Linked DNA regions of Sus scrofa: region 1 is linked to region 2. The links are chromatin contacts, called in public HiChIP or PLAC-seq maps. All regions are on one chromosome and are shown on one strand. The core of a region is the stretch at or near the end of the contact, and the rest is flanking DNA. Distances in the headings are between cores, read along the strand shown.

Region 1 (5,417 bases), core at 2,292-4,791, 220 kb after region 2:
GCCATGTCTGGGACATGGGGCTCCAGCCTCCCAGGGGGCCAGACCTCTCCTAGGAGCTGGAGGTGGGAGCGTGGGAACTGCCCTGCCCCCCACCCCCAGGACGGCAGCTCAGAGCCCCAGGCCTCCCCACACCAGGATGTGCCCCCTCCCTGGCTCCTCTGCGCAGGTTTCCGCAGGGCACCTGGATGGCAAGGCCAGGAGGCGGCTGCCCAGGCACCACGCCGCCCATCCAGCTGCCAGGACCCCTGCGGACCCGGCTCCTGCCTGGGGCCCTGGCACCCTGGCCTCTTGCCTTCCATCTCAGTTCAGATGTCACTTTCTCAGCAAGCACCCCCCAGCTCTAGACCACCCAAGAAGCTGACCTGACAACCCCCCTGTGTTTATTCCACCTCACGAGCTGGGGAATCGGCTCCATTTACCGCCTCCCTGGGGGGGGTGCACCTGCCTAATTCTTAACTGTGTCTTTGAGGCCACCCTCCAGAGCCATCATACTGAGGGGCTACCGCAAGAGGACACCCAGAAAAGGACACCATCTGTACAGGCCATGCCACCAAGGTCAAATGGTGACCCCCAAACTGGAACCGGGGTCTGGCGCGCAGACCTGTGGGAGCTCCCAGGGAGGGCAGAGGTGGGGTCCGAGAGGCGCGCGGGAAGCATGGCCACATGGGGGTGGGCCGCCTGGGGCTGGACGGGCTGGGAGGCTTCTCGGAGGAGGTGGGGAGGGCCACCTGGTTGGGGTGGGGCCTTCCAAAGGCTGCCTGGGTCAAGGGTCAAAGGCGCCAAAGGTCAACGCCCCGCGTGGCCTCAGCAGGGCCCCTCGGTGACGTGGGCCCTGCCGCCCTCTCTGCCTGACTTGGGCTCGCAGTGGACAGGGCGGGAAACCCGACTCCTTCCGCCCTGGGCTGCAGAGGGTCCTGCTGGGAACAGAGCCAGGAAACAAGGAGGGGTGATAAGGACTTCCCCTCCCAGTGAGTCACCATGCTGGCAGCCGAGCCCCCAATTGCCCCGAGGGCTGCAGCCTGCTCAGAATTCCCCTGATGCCCACCTGAAGTCGCAGGGCCAGATTCCCAAGCAGCCCTCTGCCCACCCCAGCTGCCCACAGGACCACCCGGCCCAGAGGCCCAGCAGGGCTCACCCCAGGCCCCGGCTGGCACACCCCCCAGCCAAACCCCACGGGACCCCTGGGAGCTGCTGGCCTGCAGCCTTGGGCCTCCGCCCCATCCTCCCTGGCCCACTCATCCTGCTGTCACAAGACTGGGTCTTGGGACGGGAAGCTGTGCCCGGCCACTCGGCCCCAGACAGAGCCCTATCACCAACCCCAGGGGCGGCCAGGGCGGTGTGCAGACTGGCTGCCCCCAGAGGAGACGGCAGAGGCTCCAGGGGGTACAGCAACTCGCCCGAGGTCACCAGACTGTTCAGGTCATGTCTGTTGGCCATCAGTCTTTCTGGCTGGTCCTTCTGCCACATGGGCAGCCCCAGCACAGGGTGCTAAGGACCGAGGGTGCAGACTTTCAAAGGGATGTCTTGCCTCTGACTTGCTAGTCTGTGCGCTGGGGGGTCGGGGCAGGGCTGACGTTCTCACTCAGGGCTCCCACAACGCCATGGCCACAGCCACTTGCCAAGAGGTCCCTGTGTGGCAGAGGGCTCCCCAGGCTCCTCAGGTCAAAAGCTCGGAACTTCAGGCGAGGCAGGCATGGCGTTGTGCCCATGTTACAGATGAGGAGCCCAAGGCTCAGGAAGGGAAGCCACACAGCGAAGGAGAGGGGCTCTGATCCCGGGCCACCAGCTCCTGCGCTGCTCCTTTAAGCACCACGAGGGGGCAAGGACCGGCCCCTCCCTCAGGGATCCACGCAGCTGCCCCTACTCAAGGGCCTGGGCGGGCAGCACAGGGGGGCAATTAGGCAGTGACCCGGAGCTGGAGCCTGGAGCCTGGGCTGCTGAGCAGCAGAATCCCAGCTGAGCATCCTGGGCCGGGAAGTGGGGGTTGGGGGGCTCAGCCAGAGCCCCCCACCCCGCCCCTTCCCCTGACCTGGCCCAGGTGCACTGAGGGCTGCTGCTGGGGAACCCAGGTCCCCCTCTGACCCCAGCCAGATCCTGGCCTGGCTTTAGGGCTTCCCAGGCTTCAGCTTCTCCATCTGAAGTGTGGGCTTGAGACCTGCTGCTCAGCTGTGCAGAGCTTTGAGGAGAGTCCAGGTGTGTCCAGGAGCCCAAGGGAGAGGACCTGCTGTCCCAGATGGCTCTTCAGCACCAGCCCCTCCGCCTCCCCCCAGGGCCCAGGGAAAGAGGCAGGCCAGGCAGAGGCTGAGGGCAGGGAAGGGGCCCCAGCTGAGGCGGCCCCATTCATCACCCAGCCCATCACTCCACTCACCAACTCCCTCCTCCCTCCCCCAGCCTCTCCTACCAGGAAGGTGGCAGCCGGGCAGGTCCCTGGAGGCTGAGGCTCAGGTTACAACAGCCCTGGGGCCCCCAGACTCTCCCTAAGCTTTGGCAGGAGTGGGAAGAAGGGCCTAGCATGGGCTAAGCAGAGCTCCTGGACACCCTGGATGTCCCCACGGCTGACCTGCGGGGCGGCGGAGAGGCTGCCCCTGATTCCCCAGGTCAAAATCCGTTTGTCCCCCTCCCACCTTGAGGGTCCCACCCACTGGCTAAACCCCCACCGAGCACAGCTTCCAGCCTCCCCTTCAGGAGGGAGTCTCCTAAATCTGGCCCCAAAGAGCAGCGCCCTGGCCCCTCCCGCCCCCATCCCCGTCCCAGCCGGTCGCCAGCAGGTTCCAGCCTGTCCCGGGGGAAGGCGGAGCGGGTCCGCCCCCTCCCCACAGGCAGCCGGCCGCGGAGGCCAAGTTCCGCCCTCGCCGGGATCCCGGGACTTGGGGCCGCCAGGGACCAGGCACCCTCCCCGCCCCGCCCCCCACCGGCCCGCCGCCGCCGCCGCCGCCGAACTCGCCCGGGGCCGCCGCGTTGCGCCCGCCGGGAGCGACGCGCACTTCCTTGGTTGAGCCAGAACGGCTGAGCTGGGGTCCCTTCGGTCCCACGAAATGCGGAACCCGCGGCGGGGCGGGACGCGGGCGCTGCGGTCGGCGTCCGGGCTCTCCGCGGCGCGTGGGGCCCCCCGACGAGTCGGGCTGGAGTTCGCAGCGCGAGCCCGACGCGTCCCCCGCGCCGGCGTCCCCGCCCGCCCGCCCGCGCCCCTGCCCCCGGCCCGCGCTCACCTGGATGGTCTGGTTGGGGTCCCCGCCGGCCACGGGGCCCCCCACCAACTTGCAGTAGAGGTCCTCGGTGGGGCGCGGGGCGCCGCGCGCCGGGGCCTCCTCGCCACAGGTGGCCGAGGCGGCGATGCGGGCGCCCTCGGCCAGGTTGAAGTAGGGCGGGTGCAGGCTGAAGCCGCCGCCCTGCGCCGCCCGCGCCCGCGCCGCGCCCAGCAGCGCCAGCCCGGCCAGCAGCAGCAGCGGCGGCGGCGGCGCGGGGCTCCGGGGGCCGCGGGGCCGCGCGCCCAGCTTCGCCATCTTCCAACTCCAGGGACGGCGGGCGCGGCGGGAGCCCGGCGGGTCTGCGCGCGGCGGCCGGCCCGGCTCGGCTCGCTCCGCCCGCGGACGTCAGGCCCCGCCCCGGGCCGCCCGGGCGCCCGAGCCCCGCGCCCCGGGGAGGGGCGGGGGAGGCCAGGGGGAGGGGCGGCCGGCGGCCTTAACCCTTGGGACCCCGGCCCGGCCGGCCGCCCGGAAGGGACACCTGCTGGCCTCGGGCCAGGCCGTGGGAACGGGGCCCGGCGGCGGCCCCCAGGGCGTGGTCCTGGCTGCGGGCGGCTCCTCGCGCCCTCCGGTCCCGGGCCCCCGGCGCGACCGCCCGCTCTCCGCGGTCTCGAGGCTCCGCTCTTTGTTTTCCGAACTTCGGGCACCTCGGCGGCCGAGCGCCCCCGGCGGCTCCGGCCCAGGCGCCGCGGGCAGGAGTCGGAGACGCTCGCCCAGAGTCCAGCGCGGGGTCCAGCCCTGGCGTCGGTCGCATCTACGGCCCAGCCGTCCCCACCCGCAACCCCAGAACCAGCCCAGAGTCCCGAGCGATCTCAGACCCTGGAGACCTGGGTCCCCGGGACTGAGGGGGTGAGCTGCGAGCGCAGCCTCGCTGCCCCCTCTCCCCTCGCAGATTTCGGGTTTTCTCCCCTCAGACTGGCCCCCGCTTCTGCCCCATCTGGCAGGTGTGCGCGAAGATGTGCTCTGCCGGTGCTGGAGGGTGGGGGCCCTGCAGGAGATCCCATCTGCGGAGGGACAGGGACACCTGGATTGGGGTCTCCACGCTTCCCTGAGGAGGCCAGGTCAGATTCAACCCCACCTGGCTCCCCCCTACCCAGGGTTCGGCGTATAAATACTCTGAAATTGGGAAATGGATCAGGAGGGATCAGACCTGTGGGGCCCCCTGCAGCTGAAGGGAGGATGCTCAGAGCCCCACGGGTGCGAAGGAGGACAATTATTAAGTACCTATGGTTTGCAGGGCGGTTGGGGGGTGCCCTGCTTTGGGGCACTGGACTCCACCATCTCTGTTTGCCAGTCAAACCCTCCCACTCTGGACAGGAGCTCAAGGACACTGGGGAGATGGGACTGGACCTAGAGGCCTGAGGCCCAGCTGTTTCTGCGTCTGGGTGACTTCGGCCACTGGGTCTCCTCCCCTCCGGCTCCTGGCCCACGCTGTCCTCAAGGGAAGCCCTGATGGGGTGGGGCGGGCGCAGCTGCTGGGCTGGCGGCTGCCCCCATTCTGTGAGCCAGGCCAGCCGGGTGTCTGTCCCACGTGGGACCCCCTGGACAGTCCTGGAGCCGAGTAAGTGCCTGGAGTGGCAGCCAGCTGGTCCCGGCAGTGGGGGTCCTGCTCCAGCAGCTGTTCCCAGAAGGTTGCACCACAGGCCACAGCTTCCTGGCTGTCCCTGGCCTCCTGCAGATCCTGAGTCTCAAGGGGCTGGAGGGCCGCTTCTCTCGGGAGCTGAGAAATAAGCAATGGGGGCCCCTCCCTCCCCTCTCCCTCCACCTGGAGGCGGGCAAGAAGAGGGGGCTCCCCAAGACAGGGAAGCTCCTGAGTGGGGGAGGGACTGGCGGGGGGACAGGCGGGGATGGGGGTGGGGGGGCAGGGGGACACCAGCAGGAATGTGCAGACAGGTCAGCTCTCCAGCTAACTTATGATCCCTTGGGAGGGACAGACCAGACGCAGAGCTGCTGGGTCCCCAGACGGGGGATTTGACCTGCCGGCCCTCAGCCCTTCGTACTGCCCGGAGGTCCCCTGCAAACATACCATGGCAGGGCCCTCTGGCCCTGGCACCCCCTTGATAGCTGGGAACCCTCCCACCCTCCACCCCCCAGGTCGAGGGAGGGGCCAGCGGGCTGAGGTGAGAGTGGGAACCCTCTGGGCCTCCACCGTCCAGGACACAGAGCAGGCGG
Region 2 (5,449 bases), core at 568-3,067:
ATCATCAGGGGAACCAATCACAGCCCAGAATGATAAAACACAGGAAGGTAGAGCAAGGACACAGACCAAATGCCTGACCCCAGGAACCAGGAGAGGCAAAGGCCCAGCGTGGGAAAGCCAGGGGCCCGGTGAGACCCCAGCGAGTTGTCCCCGCAGCACCGGCTGCCACTGCTCCCCACTGTGGGGACTGGGCAGCGGCACACAGGGGCCGGGAAGCCGGGAAAAGTCCCACTGGCCAGGCCGAGAGCCTGGCAGAGAAGCTTGGCAGCCCTGCCCCAGGTCCCATCGCATGCACGCTCGCACTCTCTCTCTCACCCCGGGACTGTCCTGAGCCTGGACAGAGGTGTGCCTCCGCTCGCGGCAGGCCACTGCGAGACCCGTGCCCCCCCGCGTCCCGCCAGCCCTGCAACTTCCTGGACTCCCAGCTGGGGCGGCACACACCCGCCGGCAGGCAACGCAGCCACTCACCTGGGGGCAGCTGGAAGTTCTGGACGTTGGTCGGGTTCTGCGGCGGCTGCGGCAGGCGTGGGGCTAGGACCGTGGGCGTCAGCGTGGCCCGGATCCCGCCGGTGGTGACCGAGGGCGTCCTGGGCAGGCTCTGGGTCACCGCGCTGGCCGAGCCCTTGGGCAGCCCGGTGGGAGTGCCGGGGGCCGGCGGCGGGAGGCCCGCGGCGGCGGCGGCGGGCAGCGCCCCTTGCATAGTTGGCCCGAGGATCATGCCGGCCCCCGCGCCGGCCGGGCAGCTGGCCGCCAGGGTCTGCGGCGGCGGGGGCGCCGGCTGCAGCGCGGTCTTGGGCGAGTCGGCCTTGGCCACCTGCGCGGGCGCGGCGGCGGGGCCGGGCTGACTGTTGGCGGCGGGCGCCGGGGCGGGCGCGGGCGCGGGGGCCGAGGCGGGCGCGGGCGCGGGGGCCGGGGCGGGCGCGGCGCTGCCCCCGTTCTGAGCGGCCGCCGGGGGTCCGGCCGGGGGGCCGGGCGGCCGGGCCAGGCTGGCGGCGGCGGGCGGCGGCGGCGGCGGGGCGGCGGCGGGCGCGGGGGCGCGGGGGGCACGGCGGGCGCGGGGGGCGAGGGGGCGCGGGGCGCGGGCGCGGCGGGGGCGCCGAGGAAGGGCGGCGTCTGGATGACAGTGGCGGCGGCTGGCTTGGGCGGCGGCGGCGGCGCGGGCGCGGGCCCGTTGTGGAGCAGGCTGACAGCAGGTGCGGCGGCGGCGCGGAGCGAGTTCCCCAGCGCGGCGCTCCCATTCAAAGTTTGCGCGGCGCCGGGGCCGCCGGGCGGGCCGTTGCGGGCGGCGGGCTTGGCGGCGGGCTCGGGCGCGGCCGCGGCCCCCGGCGCGCAGGCCCCGGCCGCGGCGCCCGGCCCGGCCCCGGCCCCGGCCGCGGCGCCCGCGCCGGCCTCGAGCGTGTTCAGCTTCGCGGCGGGCCCTGCGGGAACAAGCGGGCAGCGCGGTGAGGACACAGGCCCGGCCGGCGGCCGCCCGCGCTCAGGCCGCGCCGCGCTCTACCTGCGGGGGGCGGCTCCGGCGCCGCTGCGGGCGCGCCCTCGGCCGGCACGGCTCCGGCTCCGACATGGTTCCCGAGCGCGCCGGCGGCCGCGGCCCGCGCCTCGGGCGCGCGGGGCGCGAGGTGGTGGTGGTGGGCCGCGCTGGCCGCCAGCTGCGACTCGAGCGAGCCCACCAGGTCGCTCACCACTTTCTCGTCCACCTCGCTGTTGAAGAAGACCTCGTCCAGCAGATCCGAGCCCGCCGCCATCTTTCCTCCTCGGCCCGCCGCCGCCGCCGCTCGGCCGGCGCTGGGCGGGGAGGAGGCTCCGCGCGGGCAGGCGGGCGGGCGGGCGGCCGCGGGGGCGGGCGGGGGGCGGCGCGCGCCGGGCGGGGCGGGGGCGGCGGTCGGGCGGGGGGCGCGGGCGTCCTGGCGGGGGGAGGGCGGCGGCGGCGCGCTGCGCAGGCGCGGCGGCGCGCCCGCCCCCGCCCGCCGCCCGGCGCCTCGCCATTGGCCGCGGCGCCCCCCCGCCCGGCCGCTCGGCGCCCGGCGATTGGCCGCGGCGCCTGCTTAAAAGGCGCGGCCAATGGCTGCGAGCGGCAGAGGACGGGGCGCGGGGCGGGCGGTTGGGGTGCGGAGGGCGAGTGGGCGGCGGGCTCCGGCGCCGGTGGGCCGGTAGGGCTGTGGGGGTCTCCGCCGCCAGGCGGGCCGCATGCCGACAGCCGGGAGGATGAAACGGGCGGGGACCGCGGCCGGGGCCTGGTGGGGCGGCGGCCGCGATGACTCGCTCTTTGTCTCCGCTCGCTCCAAAATGGCTGCGGTCGGAGCTGATGGGAGCTCCAGGCAGGCGAGGGAACGGGGACGCCGTGTTCCCCGGACCCCGGTGCCCCTTAGCGCAGCCGCCGTGACTCGCAGGGGCAGGGCGCCTCGGGAGGGCACGGGCGAGGTCCGGGGCCCGGGGCCGCCGGGCGACCTGAGCGCCGGCGCCACTGCTGCGGGCCGGGCGCGGGCCCGTCCTCGGCTGGCGCCCAGGTCTGCCCGAGGCCCGGCGTCTCGCGCGGTGAGGCCGCTGCTCGGGCGGCGGGGCGGGGCGGGGGGCGGCGCCCAAGGCCGCCGGAGCCGCGCCAGGGTGACTCACTTCATCCGGCGGCGCGGCCCGGGACGCGAGTGCCCTAAATTACTGGGTGAGACGGCGGCGCCGGCTAGGACCCGCAGCTCCTGTAGGGAGCCGTCCGCCTGGAGCTGCTCCTCGGGTCCTTGTTTTCCGCTCTGTCCTTTTGACAAAGTAAGTTGTCGAAAAGAACCGTGCGAGCACCTTCTCTATAAAATGAGTTCAGGTAAAGTTCTCTCCTGTGTTTTTTGTGTTTTGTTTTCACCGGAAGATGGTATTCTGGGACATCCCTAGTGGTTTCTTTTGCTCCGCTTTTTTGGGGAAACCCAGAAAGGCCTCCCATCTCCGGCTCCTGCGGGCGAGGCCGCGCCGCGGTCGCCCAGACCTCCGCACAATGAGGGACGCTGTTGACACAGAAGGGTTCTTTTCTGGCCGCCTGAACAAAGGAGCCCGCCGGCCCCCGCAGGCCCAGCTCGCGGGGCGGGTTCTAGACAATGAGCGTGGGGCGTGGAGCCTGGAGAGGGGCTTCCCCGGGGGACGCAGCAGGGGGAATCCCTGCAGAGGGAAAGTCGGGATATTGCACCCCAGCTTGGGTACCCAAAGACGGGAAAGGAAAGGAGTGGAACAGACCTGGGGTGGGGACCTCGCGGCCCCACTGCGCCTTGAGCCCAGCGTGGGCGGACAGCCTGGTTTTCCAACCAGAGCAGAAATGTGCAAAATCTCCTGAATCATGCAATCGTCCAGTGTTGACAACCCCTTAAAAAAGGTTAAGGTAGACCGAGCAAAAGCGTCAGCAGGCTGACTTCAGCCCCAGGCGCGACCTGCGTAGTGGGGAACCGTCTACGCGCTCAGATGGGATCGGGGGTAGCGCCAGGCAGATGACTGCATGCCCGAGACGGCAGGGCCGTGAGACTGCGGACGAGGTGGCCCCTCACGTCCGCCCCTCCAGCCACTGAGCTTTTCAGCCAAGGGGGCTGGTGGTGCCATCTCCGGCCACGCCTGTTTCCCCACGGCCTTCTCCGGAGGCCTGCCAGGGCCCCCCCGCCCGCCCGCCTCGCCCCGTGAGTGCGTCCCCCGCCACCGGCCTCCGCGGGCGGGGCTCAGCGTGCGCCACCCCGCGCGGCTGTGACATCACCCCCAGAGGCCTCCGGGGCACCCTCCAGGCCAGCAGGAAGTGTAGGAGGTGAGGCGACGGTGCGCCGCCGGTCCCCAGCGCCCCTTCCAGGGCTTCGGTGCCCCCCTACCCCCCCTCAGGAAGGTGGGAGCTGCAGACAGCTGAGACGGCTCCCCGCGGGTGGCCGCAGCAAGGCTCGCCCTGGGGGGGGGGGGGCGGGGGCGGAAGCCACGTGGCTCCTCCCCTCCTCCTGGTGGGGGGCGGGGACGTGCTGCCAAACTGTTAACCTTGGGTTCCCTGGGGACGTGGAGCATTTTCTTTGAACGTCTCCGAGTGGTTTTACTTCTTTCCACAAGCAGCTGCGACTTTTGCCGCTTGAAACAAAAATCCCACCCAGCATGAAAAGAAAACAGGGACTCGAAATGAGCGTAAATATAAGCCCCGGGTTTTAACACAGAAAAATGTTTGCCGTACCGCGCGCAGAGCGCAGAACCCCGGACAGGGCCGCCTCGCCACCTGCAGCCGTGCGAATGTGCAGCACCGGGAGCTGTGAGGGACGTTTAGGCTTATTAAGCAGGGTATGTTTTCAATAGAATAGAGACGGCATCAGACGCTCCCATAAACATAACCTGCTGTGTTCCTGCCGTGATGCAACGTGGATCCGCGGTGTCTGGGGAGCGCGCTGGGACGCAGTTTCCACTTCCCGGCCGGGCTCCGTGGGTTGAGGATCCGGCGTTGCCCACAACCTCGGCTTAGGTCTCGACTGCGGCTCCTATCAGTTCCCTGGCCCAAGAATTGCATATGCTGCGGGGCGGCCGATAGTACTAATAAAGAATAAGGATAAACCACGGGTCGATTTCAGTGTTGCTCTGGCTATGTGAAAGCTACTCAATGTTTGTTATGTCACCGATGCTTTTGTTGTCTCCCAGAAATCTTCATAATAAAAGAATTTCCAAAAAAGACTGTCAGCTGGTGGCCCTGCCCTGTCCCCAGTCTTATTCACCCGGCCCCCTGCCCCAGCGCTGCAGACTGGGCTGTGTGTGCAGGGTCAAGTTTGGGTCCTCATCCCAGAGGGCAAGATCAGGAAGGCAGAACCTTCGTAAAGGCAGGTTCATTGGCTTGTTAGGCGGGTCATAACGTCACCACTAACGGGGTTGAAATAACAGAAAGTGTATTGGCGGGAGTTCCCCTTTTGGCTCATCGGGAATCAATCTGACTAGAATCCACGAGGATGCACGTTCGATCCCTGGCCTTGATTAGTGGGTCGGGGATCCGGCATTGCCGTGAGCTGTGGTGTAGGTTGCAGACATGGCTCGGATCCTGCGTTGCTGTGGCTCTGGTGTAGGCGGGCAGCTCTAGCTTGGGTTGGACCCCTAGCCTGACAGCTTCCTTATGCTGTGGGTGCGACCCTAAAAAGCAAAAAAAAAAAACGTTATTGGCACGGTTCCAGAAACCAAAAGCCCACAGTCAAGGTATTGGCACTGTCACACACCTCTGGAGGCTCGAGGCGAGGAGCCGTTCCTGCCTCTTCCAGCATCTGGCGCCCCAGGCATGCCTCCCGACTCTGCCTCTGTAGTCACAGGGCCTCAGCCTCCTCCCTGGGTCCTTTTGGATTTAGGGTAAACCCTAAATCCAAAGTGACTTAATCTCAAGTTCCTTAACTAACTACATGCACAAAGACTCTTTTTCCAAATAACGTCACGTGCGGGTCTAGGTGGACGTGAACTTGGGGACATCATTCACCCCAGT

The links. HiChIP or PLAC-seq counts read pairs in DNA pulled down with a chosen protein or histone mark.
Region 1: an H3K27ac HiChIP or PLAC-seq map of alveolar macrophages shows a contact between it and region 2. The contact joins the promoter of LAMA5 here to the promoter of TAF4 in region 2. A contact is called at or near these places in 2 of 2 datasets of contacts at active chromatin or transcription factors (alveolar macrophages and skeletal muscle).

Annotation. Positions count from the first base shown.
Region 1 is chr17:61,744,254-61,749,670 of Sscrofa11.1, forward strand. LAMA5 (laminin subunit alpha-5) reads right to left here and starts at 3,542. Exons shown (of 80, transcript XM_021078218.1): 1 at 3,210-3,542. The coding sequence starts at 3,503.
Region 2 is chr17:61,528,146-61,533,594 of Sscrofa11.1, forward strand. TAF4 (transcription initiation factor TFIID subunit 4) reads right to left here and starts at 1,818. Exons shown (of 17, transcript XM_003360050.4): 1 at 1,455-1,818; 2 at 1,048-1,452; 3 at 469-1,045. The coding sequence starts at 1,745.